Regions from separate parts of the Mus musculus genome. Here all the other regions are linked to region 3. The links are chromatin contacts, called in public promoter capture Hi-C maps. All regions are on one chromosome and are shown on one strand. Each heading gives the region's core, a stretch centred on a gene start, on an enhancer-like site or on the middle of the called end of the contact. The rest is flanking DNA. Distances are from core to core; before and after follow the strand shown.

The links. Promoter capture Hi-C pulls out the DNA fragments that hold promoters and counts their contacts.
Region 1: a promoter capture Hi-C map of liver shows a contact between it and region 3, with 4 times the contacts expected there. The contact joins the promoter of Strn3 here to the promoter of Rpl36al in region 3. A contact is called at or near these places in 3 of 39 promoter capture datasets (cranial neural crest, liver and second pharyngeal arch cranial neural crest).
Region 2: a promoter capture Hi-C map of pre-B cells shows a contact between it and region 3. The contact joins the promoter of Brms1l here to the promoter of Rpl36al in region 3. A contact is called at or near these places in 1 of 39 promoter capture datasets (pre-B cells) and 1 of 484 Hi-C or Micro-C datasets (B cells).
Region 4: a promoter capture Hi-C map of pre-B cells shows a contact between it and region 3. The contact joins the promoter of Pnn here to the promoter of Rpl36al in region 3. A contact is called at or near these places in 4 of 39 promoter capture datasets (the C10 cell line, the HPC-7 cell line, cranial neural crest and 1 more) and 1 of 484 Hi-C or Micro-C datasets (B cells).

Annotation. Positions count from the first base shown.
Region 1 is chr12:51,690,012-51,693,407 of GRCm38.p6, reverse strand. It overlaps Strn3 (striatin, calmodulin binding protein 3), which reads left to right and starts at 1,494. Exons shown (of 18, transcript NM_052973.2): 1 at 1,494-1,986. The coding sequence starts at 1,705. Ap4s1 (adaptor-related protein complex AP-4, sigma 1) reads right to left here and starts at 2,442. Exons shown (of 6, transcript NM_021710.4): 1 at 2,094-2,442.
Region 2 is chr12:55,834,164-55,837,653 of GRCm38.p6, reverse strand. It overlaps Brms1l (breast cancer metastasis-suppressor 1-like), which reads right to left and starts at 1,288. Exons shown (of 10, transcript NM_001037756.3): 1 at 1,009-1,288. The coding sequence starts at 1,150.
Region 3 is chr12:69,181,986-69,185,579 of GRCm38.p6, reverse strand. Rpl36al (ribosomal protein L36A-like) reads left to right here and starts at 1,513. Exons shown (of 2, transcript NM_025589.4): 1 at 1,513-1,597; 2 at 2,415-2,846. The coding sequence starts at 2,444. The coding sequence ends at 2,764. It overlaps Mgat2 (mannoside acetylglucosaminyltransferase 2), which reads right to left and starts at 1,422. Exons shown (of 1, transcript NM_146035.2): 1 at 1-1,422. The coding sequence starts at 926.
Region 4 is chr12:59,064,884-59,068,247 of GRCm38.p6, reverse strand. Pnn (pinin) reads right to left here and starts at 1,329. Exons shown (of 9, transcript NM_008891.2): 1 at 1,133-1,329; 2 at 398-469. The coding sequence starts at 1,245.

The sequences.
Region 1 (3,396 bases), core at 245-2,744, about 17 Mb after region 3:
GAATAGGCTTTCAGAGTGAAAATAAAAGTTTAAAAACATAACCAATTTTATATACTATTTCTTGTATAGCTGTAAGTACTGTGTATTTTTCTTTTCATTTGCTGTTACATAGGTTATTAGGTTTTTTGTTTTTTTTTTCCTTCTTCTTCTTTCCTTTTTTGGCTTTTCCAGACAGGGTTTCTCTGTTGTCCTGGCTGTCTGGGAACTCTGCAGACCAAGCTGGTCTGAAACGAAACCCAGAGATCAGGTTGTCTACCTCTGCCTCCCGAGTGCTGGGATTAAAGACATGGTTCACCAAGCCCGGTAGCCAGGCTGTTACCTCAACTTACAGAAAGCCGGGCGTGGTGGCACGCCTCTCATCCCAGCACTCGGGTGGCAGAGGCAGGCGGATTTCTGAGTTCGAGGCCAGCCTGGTCTACAAAGTGAGTTCCAGTTCAGCCAGGGCTATACAGAGAAACCCTGTCTCGAAAAAACCAAAAAAAGAACTTACAGAAAAATGCACACTATAGCACCTAAAAACTGACCCTTTGTGTATGTAGTATTTCATTCTAAAACCATTTAATGATGAAGAAAGATATCGTTGTGTTGATTTAGTTCATCTTAAGTTCTATTTACAATACTTTCATTTTGTTTCGATCAAAATTTCTGCCACTAATGACAATATCTGCGTTCATTGACTTCTAAACATCAGTCTCTTTGAAAGTTATCGTTTGCCATCCAACCCACTATTCTCAAGAATTCAAGATATCACAACTTCTTCAGGAAAAAAAAAAAAAAAAAAAAAAAAAAAAAAAAAAAAGCAATAGCTCAAACACAGAGAATCTCAGAATAATAAAGACTTAAGAAGTTACAACGGGCGGCCAGGAGCACCGAAGTGGGACCAAAGAAGCAGGTTGCGACGAAGCCCAGGAGCCAGTGAGAAAGTCCGGAAGAATCTGGGCTATTTGCCAAACGTAGACGTCTCCAGAATCCTGCAGACTGACTGGTGCCACGAAACCAGAGGTCAAGTGAGTGACAGGCAGAAAAGAGGCCCGACCCTCTGGGACTGAGCAAAACACGCCAGGAATTCTAGAGAAACGTCAGGAATTCCAGGGCAGTACGGAGGACGCCTTGCACGCAGCTCCAGAGCCCAGGCCCTCAGCTGAGACCCACGCTGCCCCTAAGGATACGTGCGTGAGGAAAACGACCCGGAAGCCCGACGCCCACGCGCTTCCCCAAAGTCAAGGCAGCATCCAGATTCCACAGGCGTAGAAAAGCTGGGGCCCGGCGCCCGAGTTGGGGCGGGGCCCAGGCCTTTCCCCGCCTCCCGAAGAGCGGTCCATCCTCAGTGCGCCTGCGTGGGGTGAGGCCGGACTCTTTTTGGCTCTCCGGAGTGCGGCTTGCAGCGGCGTTCTCTACCCAGCGTGCCGTGCGCGAGCGGCGGCCCTCCGTCCCTCCTCCTCCTCCTCCGTCCCTCCTCCTCCTCCCGCCGCGGCCCCCCTCTCCCCCAAAGTGAGTGAGTGAGACGGGCAGATGGAGGAGGTACCGTAATGGCGGCGGCCGGCAGCTCCCTGCTCTGATCCGCGGCAAGCACACGGCAACGACCCCCTCCCCGGCCGTCTCCCGGCCGGCCCCCCGCCCTGCGGTCGGCGCGGGGCCACCGTCCCGGCCCTCCCCGCAGCTGTCGGCGTCTGGCACTGCGCCCCGGCCGGGGCCCCACACACAATGGACGAGCTGGCCGGAGGCGGCGGCGGCGGCCAGGGGATGGCAGCCCCTCCCCGGCCGCAGCAGGGACCCGGGGGGAACCTGAGCCTGCCGCCGGGAGCGAACGGAGCGCCGGGCGGCGGGGGTCCTCCGGCCGCCGAGGCGGCGGGGCCCCCGGCAGGCCCGGAGCTGTCCCGGCCGCAACAGTACACGATCCCGGGGATCCTACACTACATCCAGCACGAGTGGGCTCGCTTCGAGATGGAGCGGGCGCACTGGGAGGTGGAGCGGGCCGAGCTGCAGGTACGTCACCCGTCACCCCTCTCGACTGCGAGCTGGGGCCGGGGCCACGGGCCGCGGGGGTGGGGCCGGGGCTGAGGCCCGTGCCCTCAAGGGCGGAGGGGACCTACCTGAGCCGCTCCGGCCGGCGAGCGGTGACGGCGCGCCCGGCTCCCTCCTCACGGGCGGCGCGCTGCGGGCATCCTTGGGGCAGCCATTTTGGCTTTTAGCATGGCGTCCGCAGGGCTCCTCCGGAGCCACCTCTCCTGGGCCTCCGGGGTTTGGGCCCAGCGCCTCTGGGCGAGAGTCTGGCGTGGGCCCGCTAGGCACTGAGTTTGCGCTTGTGGGTCCCCTTGAGGGTGAGGCCACGCGGAGAGGGCCTGGGATGAGCGTCTTTGCCTCCTGGCTCCTGCACCCCCTTCCGATGTGGCGTCCTGCCCCCTCCCCCGCGCCTCGGTACGCACTTGCCCCTTGACAGCCACGCCGCTTCGGGCTACCGCCGCGCACAATGGCTCGCGGCCGGCCGGACAAGTTTGCCTTCCCATCCTCAACTCCTTTAAGTACCTGCGATGCCGCTCTACTCACTTGGATTTCCTTTAGCGCTTACTGATTCATCAACACTTTAACTGAATATTTCTCTCTTGAGTCGGCTTCTCTAGAGTTCCCTACTATATTCATGTTTTTACTGATGCAAAGCAAAGCTGGGCTGTCAGTACAGTATTTAGGAAATGTCTGCGGAAAGAATTGGTCTTAATTTGAAGTAGACCGTACTTATCGCTTAGTACAAGCTAAAACGGAGTTAAATGTCCACTTAATGTGATCCTCTGACAGACTTGGGTTATCCTAACTTTTGGAAGGTGACAGTTGCGGGTTCATGCCTTGAATTTTTAAAATTGCTGCATCTGTTTGAAAGGATTATTCAAGCTGGAGGATGACTGCGTTTAGTTTTAAGTTCCTTTCCAGGGTTTAATTTAAGCTTAGAAGAAAAAAAGCGTGTATCTAATTAAGCGTTGCACCTGTTTTTCAGACTTATAAATTTCGACATAAGCAATATTGTTCGTTATTATACACACACACACACAATAACTTTGGTGAGAAATAATGTTGAAACAACAGCGTGATTAATGAATGTAGAAAAGGTATCCTCAAATAAATATGAGTCTTCAGTTTGGTGTCGAATAGTAAACTTTTTAATTACATTGATTAATTTATTTCTGACCTGATTATTTACAAACTATAAACAATTTTATTCAAAAATTAAAAATACCCAGGTGTAGAGGCATAAGTCTTTAATCTCAGTGCTCAGGAGGGAGATGTTTAATATCCATGAGTTCAGGCCAGGCTGATTTATATAGAGTTCCAGGACAATTGCAGTTACATAAGAGTCTATCTTAAACAAACAAAAAAGTAAAAGAAAATTAGAAATAAGGTTGT
Region 2 (3,490 bases), core at 39-2,538, about 13 Mb after region 3:
TTTATCCTCATGTTTATTTATGAGTATAATGAGTATGAGTATATAAATGAGTATATGAGTATAAATATTTATGAGTAAAAACTTCATAAATATTTACTTTTGGATGGCTGACTTATCGGCATTACATGCTTCCAAGTATACTTTTTTGACAGACAAACCTGAAAAAAAAAAAGGTGTGAGGTGATACCACAGTCATTAACCTGTTATCAATGCTTCCCATTACACAGCCAAAACCAGGGTTAGACAAAGCCATTCTCAGTCTGTCATATGGTTAGAGGAAGATCCGGGAAATCAGTTCCATTCATTTTATTAAAGTATTAAAAGACTTATAAGGGGTTAGAAACAGCCCAAAGTTACAAAATAACCAAAGCTTGAAGATTCTGGGAATGTCAACACTGCCCACATCTTCCAGATTAAAAACTGACAAAGATTCCAAATGATCCCTCAGGCTGGTCCCTTCTTCGTCTTGAAAACTTTTGGGACCTATTATGAACCTGAGAGTTCCCAAGTCAGTCCTCTGATGACAGTACTGGTGAGAGGCTGACCTGAAAGCTAAGGTTGATGAGTGGCAAGCCCGCCAAGGACCAAGGCAAATTTATCCTCAGCCCCCACAAAAACGCTGACAAAGGTTGCTGAGACTACTAGTAAAGAGGTCGGTGGTGTCAGCTAAGGGACATTTGCAGTCTTCCAGACCAGCCAGCCGGACATTCCACTCCGGAGCCGGTAGCCCCAGGGTACTGCCAGGTGACCCTAGGGCGGGTCCCACAGTGCACAGAATCGCCTCGGGTCCTCAAAGCCTGCGGGCGCCCAGCCCACCGGGAGCCAGAGCCAGAACTGGAGCCCGCGGCGACCCGCAGCTCCGGGTGCCAGACGCCGAGCCAGTCCCCGCCCCTTCCCCATCTCCCCGCCCCGCGCTCGCAGCAGGACGCACCGCCCGGCGTGAGCACCGCGGCCTGTCGCGCGCGCGGCGCAAGGGACCCGGCATCCCCGCCCAGCTGGGTAGCGCACCTGAACTGTCCCCATCCTCCGAGACCGACGAGCTCTCGGTGTCCTCGTCTTCGGAACTGCTCCCCTCGTTCTCCGCGTAGTCCACCTCCATCTCATCGTGATGATTCGTCTCCTTCTTATCCCCTCGAGAATGGACCGGCATTTTCCAACCTCGCCGTCGCTTCCCACTTCCTGCTCCCAGCCCGGCCACTGCCGCTTCGGTGAAGGGCGCGCCGAACGCCCCGACCCACCCGGCCACCGAGCTGGATCCGAAACCCTCGACTCCTCCCCACCCCCGGCCTCAGCCTCACAACCTAACCCGCAGGCTTGCGCTGCGAGCTCTGCCATTGGTCAAGGCTGTCCCGGAGCTAGAGGCGTGGCTTGTCTTGCAAGCGAACGATTGGTTACCGGTGATTACGGCGCGGCCTTCCGCTGTCTGTCGGGAATTGTAGTCCTTAGGCCTCAGAGCTTCAGGGGCTATGGGTTTCTAAGATTCAGCTGCCTTAATCGCTTCTCACTTCGGACTTCAAGTCCCACAAGGCAGGAAAGCTGACATACTGGGACGCAGTTTATAAACTAAACAGAAACAGATTGTGCGGATTTGGTCTGTACTTATCCTTTTCCCGCCAAGTGGTTATCTGATCTGCCTAGCTACTCAAACTGTGAGAAGAATGTGAAAAGATCCTTTGCCTGAAAGGGTCTTTGCATACTCTGTGAGCCTGGAGGGTTACAGAATCGTCTCTTCTACACTAGTAGTACCTTTAGTACAGCTAGTAAACTATTAAATTGAATTGTATGTGTAAGAAATAATTTTCACAAAGAAAATTTCATTGTTCTTGGAATTTTTACAACCAAAACTACAGAGGGGAAGGAAATTTTATCTTAGTATTTCAATCTTGCGTTCTTACTTTTTTTTTTTTTTTTTAATGGAAGAAGCTACCCAAATTAAATTGATTTAATTTCAGGTTCCAGTGAAAAATAAATATTTGACTTAAAAAGATGTCATTTTTTTTTTTTCAAAAACAGGATTACACAGACAAGGACGATGCCATAACTACCATAATAATCGTAACTTATAACCGATCACTTTCACTCTTTATCAGGTTATCTTGGTAAATTCACTGCATGGATTTGCTGAGTTCAATTTTTAGTTTAATAGCCCTAAGGTAGGAGTCGGTATTATGTCCATTTTATCAACAAAATATATGGTTAAAGTATTAAAGGGACACCAGGAAGTAGAATGAAACTTAGCTGTCCTGGAACTTGCTCAGTAGGCTGACCTTGAGTTTAGTGATCTGCACGGCTCTGTCTCCTGGGATTAAAGGTATGTTCCATCACACATAGACTTAAATTTAGCTGAGTGGGATCTGTTATCTCCTAAAACAAAAGATTTTGCTCTGTTCTACTTCCCGGTGTCCCTTTAAATATTTTTCCTTTCTCAGCTTGCTCATTTTCTTACAGGTTCAGAGGTTCTGTCCATTACCATCAAGGCGGGAGCATGCCAGCATCCGGAGGAGCTGAGGGTCCTACATCATCTTATTCAGACTGGCTCCCAGGGAGCTAGGATGAGGGTCTTAAAGCCCATGCCCACAACGACACACTTGCTCTAACACCTACTGCAGCAAGGCCACACCTCCTAATAGTGCCACTTCCTGGGCCAAGCATATACAAACATCACCATCACCACCATCTTCCACACTTCAGACGCTCTCATGTTCCACCAGACGATGGCTCATGTTCCACCAGACGATGGCTATGCTCCGTCCTTTTTTTCTTCTTTTCCTAGCAGTCTATATTCAGCCAATGTGGGTCACTTATAAGATTGCAAGTTCCTTGAGAACAAGGGTTGTTTTAATCAAGCATGAAAATAAAAGACAAAGCAAAGTTACTGTGGGGGCAGCTACTATGTTGCAACCAGGCAGTTGATAGGATCTGATAATTTTAGCCTAACAATATCAGGCCTTCCAAATCTGCAAGAGAAACTAAAACTGTGACTTCTGTACAGAATGTCAAGATACAAACACTGCCTCAGATGAAGTGGGGTTTTTTGTTGTTGTGAGCATGTTTGTTGAGACAGTCTTGCTGGCCTTGAGTTCATAGCATGGCCTCATCTTCCTTAGAGCTGGGATATTGGCCTGTACTACCACTCCTGGCCTTGGGGTTCTGTTTCTTAAATGCAGATCAAATAAAAACAGCTGTTGGCAAAAGTCCTTGGCCCCAGCTAATCTTTGTTTTATCAGTAACCAGAGAATGTGTGCTAAATAGTACTGAGATTTCTGGTCGCCCTTATGCCTTGTACTGCTAGGTACTTTAAGTAAATCAGTCCATTTAATCTCTACACAAATCTGAGAGTTAACTTTGCAGAGGAGACAACTGAGGCACAGAGCAGTTAAACTACCTCACCAAGGTCATACAGGTAATAAATAACCGGTCTCAGATTTGAATGTAAGTAGTGTGGCCTCAAAGCTTGCAGGCACTCTCATGGCATACAGTGGTCCTCAAG
Region 3 (3,594 bases), core at 264-2,763:
GATTTCCAAGTTTTCACATCTACTTTGTCAGCAATGCCATAGAAACTCCGAATGGTGGTGTAGGTCCCTAGAGAGAGGACGTCACACCCAGGACACTCCTGCTGCTTCAGTTTCCACATCTTTTTGAAGACATGGTAAAAGTCTGGGGCTAAGTAGTGGTCCTCTTCCAGGAAGAGTATAAGGCCAGTGTAATCTTGAAGAACTTTGACTCTTTCCCATACAAAATGCAGCTTCCACCACCAATGGTGTTTGGTTTGTGAGAACTTGGCCTCTCTGTAATGGCCGAAGGAGTCAGGGTATTCGGCATTGATGCACCCCAACTTCAGAGCTGCATTCTTCTTTAGGTCTCTGGGGCAATCTCTAGGGTCACTACCCGGAAACTCATTCGGGTACAGCTGAATGCTGAACGGAAAGAACACTTGCAGAACCGGGCAGAAATCCACCCTGGAGATCAGACTGTTGATCTCTGCGGACCAGAAGTCATGGCTAAAGATGACTAGGACTTCCTGAATACCCTGGGCTTTGCGAAGCGAGTCTATCAGCAACCTGAGGTATTCCGGCCTGTTATGCACCTGGACCACCAGCACCAGCTCCCCGGGGCTCCAGGTGCCGTCATTACCGACGTTCCTCAGCATCTGATCGAAGTTCAACTGGTACACCAGGGACCGGTACCGCAGCGTTAGGTTGTCCACCTCCGGCCGCGGGACCGCGGGAACCAGAGGAGCGGCCGATTCGTTTGAGACCCTGCGGATGCCTACGGACACAGCAAGGTGGCCCGCACCCCGTACGGGCTCCGCGTCCAGCAGCGGCGGGCCAAGGGCGTCGCTCTTCCTTTGTCGCCCATTGCTACTCCAGAGGACGAAGCCGCAGGCGGCCACCACGAGCGTCAGGATTAGCACCTTCCGTTTGTAGATGCGGAACCTCATGGTCTCCAGGGCCCGGAGCGCGGGCGCGGAAAAGAAGCTGGCGGCCTCTGCACGGAAGGGGCGGGCGGGCGGCGCCGTCGCCTTGGCCTGCAGCCCTAGGAACTGGCCCCCGCGGCGGCCCTCGCTAACTCATCCCGGGCTCCGGCGTCCTGGGGCCCGAAGGCTCTCAACTGCCTCGCGCCGCCCGGGCTCCGCGCATCCTCTCTGGCAGTTGCAGCTCCGGCAGCCGCCCCGCCGCTACGAGCCGCGGCTCAACGTCGCCTCGGTCCTCTCCATTCAGCACCCGGGGGTCCCGGAAGAAGCCCCGCCGCGGTCGCCGACACCGTGATTCCTTTACCTGCGCTGCCCGTGGCTCTGCGTCCTCTGCGCGCTCATCCTTGCTCGCACGGCGGAACGGCGACACCGAACGCCGCAGCCTCGCCCCGCTCCGGCAGCGACCGCTCTGACAAGCCGCGACTGGCCTGCGAGCGCCCGGGCCCTCCGGCCCACACCCTCCGCCCCGCCCCGCCCCGCCGGGCGCTGATTGGCGCTTCTCAGAAGCCTCCGGAGGAGGCCGCTGCTTATTGGTTCGCATTCCCGTCGCTCAGGTTCAGTTCCGACTTCCGCTCTGTTCGTCCCTTTCCTGTTCGGCGCGTGCGGTTGAGTCGGGGATCGCGGCGGCCGGTCTCTCGGTAAGTCTGGAGCAGAGCGGTAGCTGCTTCCTTGGGGACCGCGGTCGCCTGGAAGCCGGAGCCGACCTAGCTCTTTGAGGCGTCGGAAAGGGGCAGGTGCTGCCCGCCGCGGCTTGAGGTCAGCCCGCGGCTCTCTCGGAAGAGACCGCTCCAGCATGGCGGCTCCCGGGCGGCGAGGCGTGCTGGCTGCTAACGACACGTCAGCCTTCGGGCCCGCTGGAGAGTGACGGTGCTTTAGAGGGGGTGAAGCCAAAACAGACTGACGTGGCTGGGGGGAAGGAACGAGCCCGGTTGTTGCAGAAACGACTATATTTCGTTGTAAGCCATTCGTAGCTAGAAAACGGAGGGAATTGCTGTGGGGTAGTCCGAGCAAAACTTCTCTACCCGGACGCCACTGCGTTGTCCTTGCAGTGAGACCTAAGAAATTGGACGCTGGTTTGGGGAGAACTGTAATGGCCACTCCAAGTGTCAGTTCCTTTGGACGCTAAGGCAGACCTCAACTAGCAATCCTCTGCCTCAGCCTCCCAGGACACACTCCATCAGGTCTGAGTTTTTAACTGTTAATGCCTCGTTTTAGTTTAAAAAAACAAAAAACAGTTTTTCTATAGGCTTGAAGTGGTAAGGATTGAACCCCGGTGTTTAAGCCAGTGCTCATCCACTCAGCTGCGTGTTGGCCTTTTATTCACGTGGGAAATGAGTACTTGGTGGGTTCACAAATTTTCGAACATTACTGTTTTTTTTTTATATGTTCCTACAAATTATACCTGTTTAAAACTTTCGAGTTTGAAGATCTTTAATGTCTGAAACTTTCTTACAGTTCTCATCGCAGACACTTCTACTGCAAACATGGTCAACGTACCAAAAACCCGAAGGACTTTCTGTAAGAAATGTGGCAAGCATCAGCCTCACAAAGTGACCCAGTATAAGAAGGGCAAGGATTCCCTGTATGCCCAAGGAAAGCGGCGCTACGATCGCAAGCAGAGTGGCTACGGTGGGCAGACAAAGCCAATCTTTCGAAAGAAGGCCAAAACCACAAAGAAGATTGTGCTCAGGCTTGAGTGTGTTGAGCCCAACTGCAGATCCAAGAGGATGCTGGCCATTAAGAGATGCAAGCATTTTGAACTGGGAGGCGACAAGAAGAGGAAGGGCCAAGTGATCCAGTTCTAAAACTTGTGTTCTCTGAGAGGAAAATACTGAAGCAGTAGAGAAATGACCTGCTAGAGAATAAAGTTACTGTTAATGATACCAAGCCTTGTGTTTTGATTCTCAGTAGGATTGCATATTTAGGGGGTTTTGTTTTCAAACATAATTTGAGTCTGGGTCTACCTCTGCCTCCTAAATACTAGAAGTACAGAATTGCACCATATCCTATTTCTAAGGTGCTGTGTTGGGTTGAACCCAGTGCTTTCTGCATGCTAGGCAAAGTGTGTACTAAGTGCCCTACAAGAAGTCATACAGATAAGCAGTAGCTACAGAATAATGGGCACAGAACATATGTGATGGTCATAGAATTCATTCCCCAGATCTGCTGACAAAGGTTTCATCCTTCCACTCAGAATGGCTTGGAGACTAACATTAAATTGGTCACTTGATTAGGTATTTTCAATTTATATGAAAATTATTATTTAATAATTGTTCATTATATTTTCAGACTTGTTGATGTTGGCTAATTTACCATGGACAGTGATACATGTTTGGTAACTCATTCAAAAAAATTCCATAAAAGGGAGGAGGGGAATAAAATTTGAATTTAAATGACTCATTGGTGGGTGGGGTAAAGAATAATTAAGACTGGAGAGATGGCTTATTAACCCTGGCTGTCTTTTTTTTTTTTTTTAATCTTACACGTGAATTGACTCTTTGCCTAGAAGTGTACATGTGTGAGGGTATCAGGTCTAGAACTGGCGTTAGTTGTGAGCTGCCACGTGGGTGCTCCAATTAAACCTGGGTCCTCTGGAAGAACAGCCAGTGCTCCTTACCAGATAAGCCATTTCTAC
Region 4 (3,364 bases), core at 80-2,579, about 10 Mb after region 3:
ATTAGCAGAAACTGGTATTTCTAGTCGACTAGAGAATTTAGTTGATTTCATAAAGAAGAAAAACACAAGTGAAGCAAACTTAAGCAAACAATTACATGAACAACACCCTACCACCAATTACATTCTTAGATGTCAAAAGCCTTAACAGAACTTAAAAACAGTTAAGTTTATATGAAACTGTCCCCCCCCCACCCCCACCCCCCAGTCAGGGTTTCTCTGTATAGCCCTGGCTGTCCTGGAACTCACTTTGTAACTTTGTAGACCAGGCTGGCCTTGAATTCAGAAATCCGCCTGCCTCTGCCTCCCAAGTGTAGTGCATATGAAACTGTTCTAATATTCTCCAACCTCTACTTTTGCAATACATTTATTAGAAACAAGGCAGTTATCATCTCCTTACCTTAGCAATAAGCTACCTCGTCCTCTACCTCCACCAGGACCAGAAAGGGCCAGCAATCTGGCTTGGATGGGCCTAAAAAAGAATTATAATCAGTGTAAAAGTCCTATGCAGACACATGAGAGGGCTTCATATACTTCCACACACTAAGGTACACACTACGTAGAAATGAACACAAATAATTCTAAAATGACCGTTTCAGATCCACTTCTTCGAAACCAAACATTAAAATCCTCTTTCTTGCTTCCCCAAGACCACCGTTACGAAAATATATGTATCTCGAGACTGCTACATATTAATAAGTCTGGGTCAGGTCCTATCTGCCAACCTCAAGGGAAGGACACCCAAGCCAGCAGGGAGAGGCAGCCACTGCTTCCCCCGGGGGTCTCCGACTTGACAAGGGTTCGGAGCCGCAGGGGTGGAAAGGGGCTTTGTACTGCAGTTCCGGGCCTGCAGCGCCAAGGGCGGGAAGCCGTGGTCTCGGCCTTCCCGGGGGCGCGGAAACCACGCCGGGCAGCCGGGCGGGCCTTCCTTCCATTCGCAAGCACTCGCACCCAGTGCCCTAGGCGCAGGCATGGCGTCTCCCCGCCTAGCCGAGCAGAGGGCTCGCCCGCCGCCCGGGAAACGGGCCCCTTGACCCCAGTCGGCCCACAAGCGGCCGGTTGCCCTCTGTCCCGGGTGCGCCCGGCCCCGAGGCCCCGGACCTCGCCAACCTCTGGGGTTCCGTCCGATCCGTACCTCACATCATTCGGGTCCCGCCCGGTGAGCTTGCGGATATTCTCGTCCACATTCTTGAGGCTCTCTTTGGCCTTCTCTAGCTGCTCCTGCAAAGCTCTCACGGCGACCGCCATCTTCTCTCTGCAGCAGGCTTCGCGACCGCTCTCCAGGCCGCGCAGCGCCGCACCGCGCCCGCCGCTCCACGCGGAAGGACTGACAGCCGGCCCCAGCCAATGATCGCGGGCTTCTTCTCGGGCCTGGACCACCCGAGGACCGGAAGGGGAAGAAGCTTGTCGATCCGTGATTCTGGACCAATGAGAAGCCGGCAAGTCACTCAGCTCCTCCCCTCGCCGCCTGCCGTGGTTGCGCTCCGCTGCTTGCGCAGAGCGGGGAGGGATTACGTCGGTGTGATAGATCCAATCTCGGGGGTCTGCAAAGGCATCCTCTTAAACTTGACATGTCGCTGACTTCATAGTGCGCCTAAACTCTTCCCATGGGACGGAAGAGGCTATACATCCTTTTTTTCCTTCCCCAAGAGGTTTAATCAGAAAAGGGCATGGCAAATAATGGCTGTTGCGCATGCCCAGAGTGCAGGGAGGCGCAGGCTGTCTTCCATTAGTGAACTGAACCACCAGGAGTCTTCATCCTAACAGCTAATAGTTATTGTGGACACTGAGAATCGCTTTGCGTGCCTTAGTCGTTAAAAACTAGAAACTTGAATGAGATGGTGCTTAATGATAAGGAAATTGAGGCTGCGGACCTAGGTCCAACAGGTCGTCAGATCTCGATGAAGAGGCAATTTATATTCTGATCCTGAGCAAAGTTGTTTCCAGCAGGGCCTAATGCCTGCGGGTATAATAGAGGGTCTGGAGAAGTTGCCAGTGGTTTCCTGTGTGTATTTTCTGGATTCCACTTTGCCCTACCCACAATGCCAATATGGACGCTGGTTTTGTACTTGACATAGAGGTACACGTTTTAGTTCGGAAAAATGTTACACAAATGCAAAGGTCAAATCCTTACAAGTTTTCTCCCTGAAAAGGAACAAGAATTTTTGTTTTGTTTTTAGTAACAGTAACTTGGTCTTATCCTGTATGCTATTTGTGTGGAGGCTCATAACTGGATAGGTGAGGAAGAATTTCATTATCTTATCAATGTTAACAGCACCTGTTATCTACAAAACGAATACCATGACAGCCAAGGATACACAGAAAAACCCAGTCTTGAATAAAACCAAAACCAAAAAGAAGAAGGGGGGAAGGGGAGGAGGAGAAGGAGGAGAAGGAGGAGGAGGAGGAGGAGGAGGAGGAGGAGAAGAAGAAGAAGAAATAGAAGAAGAAGAAGAAGAAGAAGAAGAAGAAGAAGAAGAAGAAGAAGAAGAAGAAGAAGAAGAGAAAAGTCAGGTGGTAACATGCCTTTTAATCCCAGCACATGACAGGTTGAGGCAGGTGGATTAGCCTGGTTTACAGAGCTAGTTCCAGGACAGCCAGAGAATCCTGTCTGGAAATACTTACTCCCCCTCAGAGAGAAGGGTGGGGAGGGGGAGAGGGAGAGAGAGAAAGGGAGAAAAGGAGAGGGTGACAGGAAATATCTTTGAAGAAGCTTGAAGGTGTATAGCATATTAGCAGGAAGCAATATAGAAAACCAAGATTTTTTCTTTGGTAAAAAGCAATTAAGTCTAAAAATTATTTAATTCTAATTGTAAACAAGGTTTCACTGAGTTATCTATACATAAAAGATAGGATCTTTTAAATTTTACTATTATTTTGCATGTATGGGTATTTTGCCCTCATGTTTATCTGTGCAACTACATGCATGTATGCATGATGCCCTTAGAGACCAGAAGTGGGGGGTGGGATCACTGGAACTGGAGTTACAGACAAGGTTAATGTTGATGCTGGGAACTGAACCCAGGTGTCCCCTCCCATCTATTTATATATTTATAATACATATCACACACACACACACACACACACACACACACTCAGGAATAAAATAAATGTTTGGCATTGGAGAGATGACCCAGTGGTTAATCTAACTGGCTGTTTTCCAAGAGGGCCTGAGTGTGGTTCCTATCGCCCTCAGGGCAGCTTACAACCACCGATAGCTCCAGTCAGGGGAACCCGATAACCTCTTCTCGCTTTCATGGCGAGCAGACACACGAAGAGTACATATATACACGTGCAGGTGAAATACTCATGCACATAAAATAATTAAAAATAAATATTTTTAAAAGATTATGAAACTCCTCCAGGC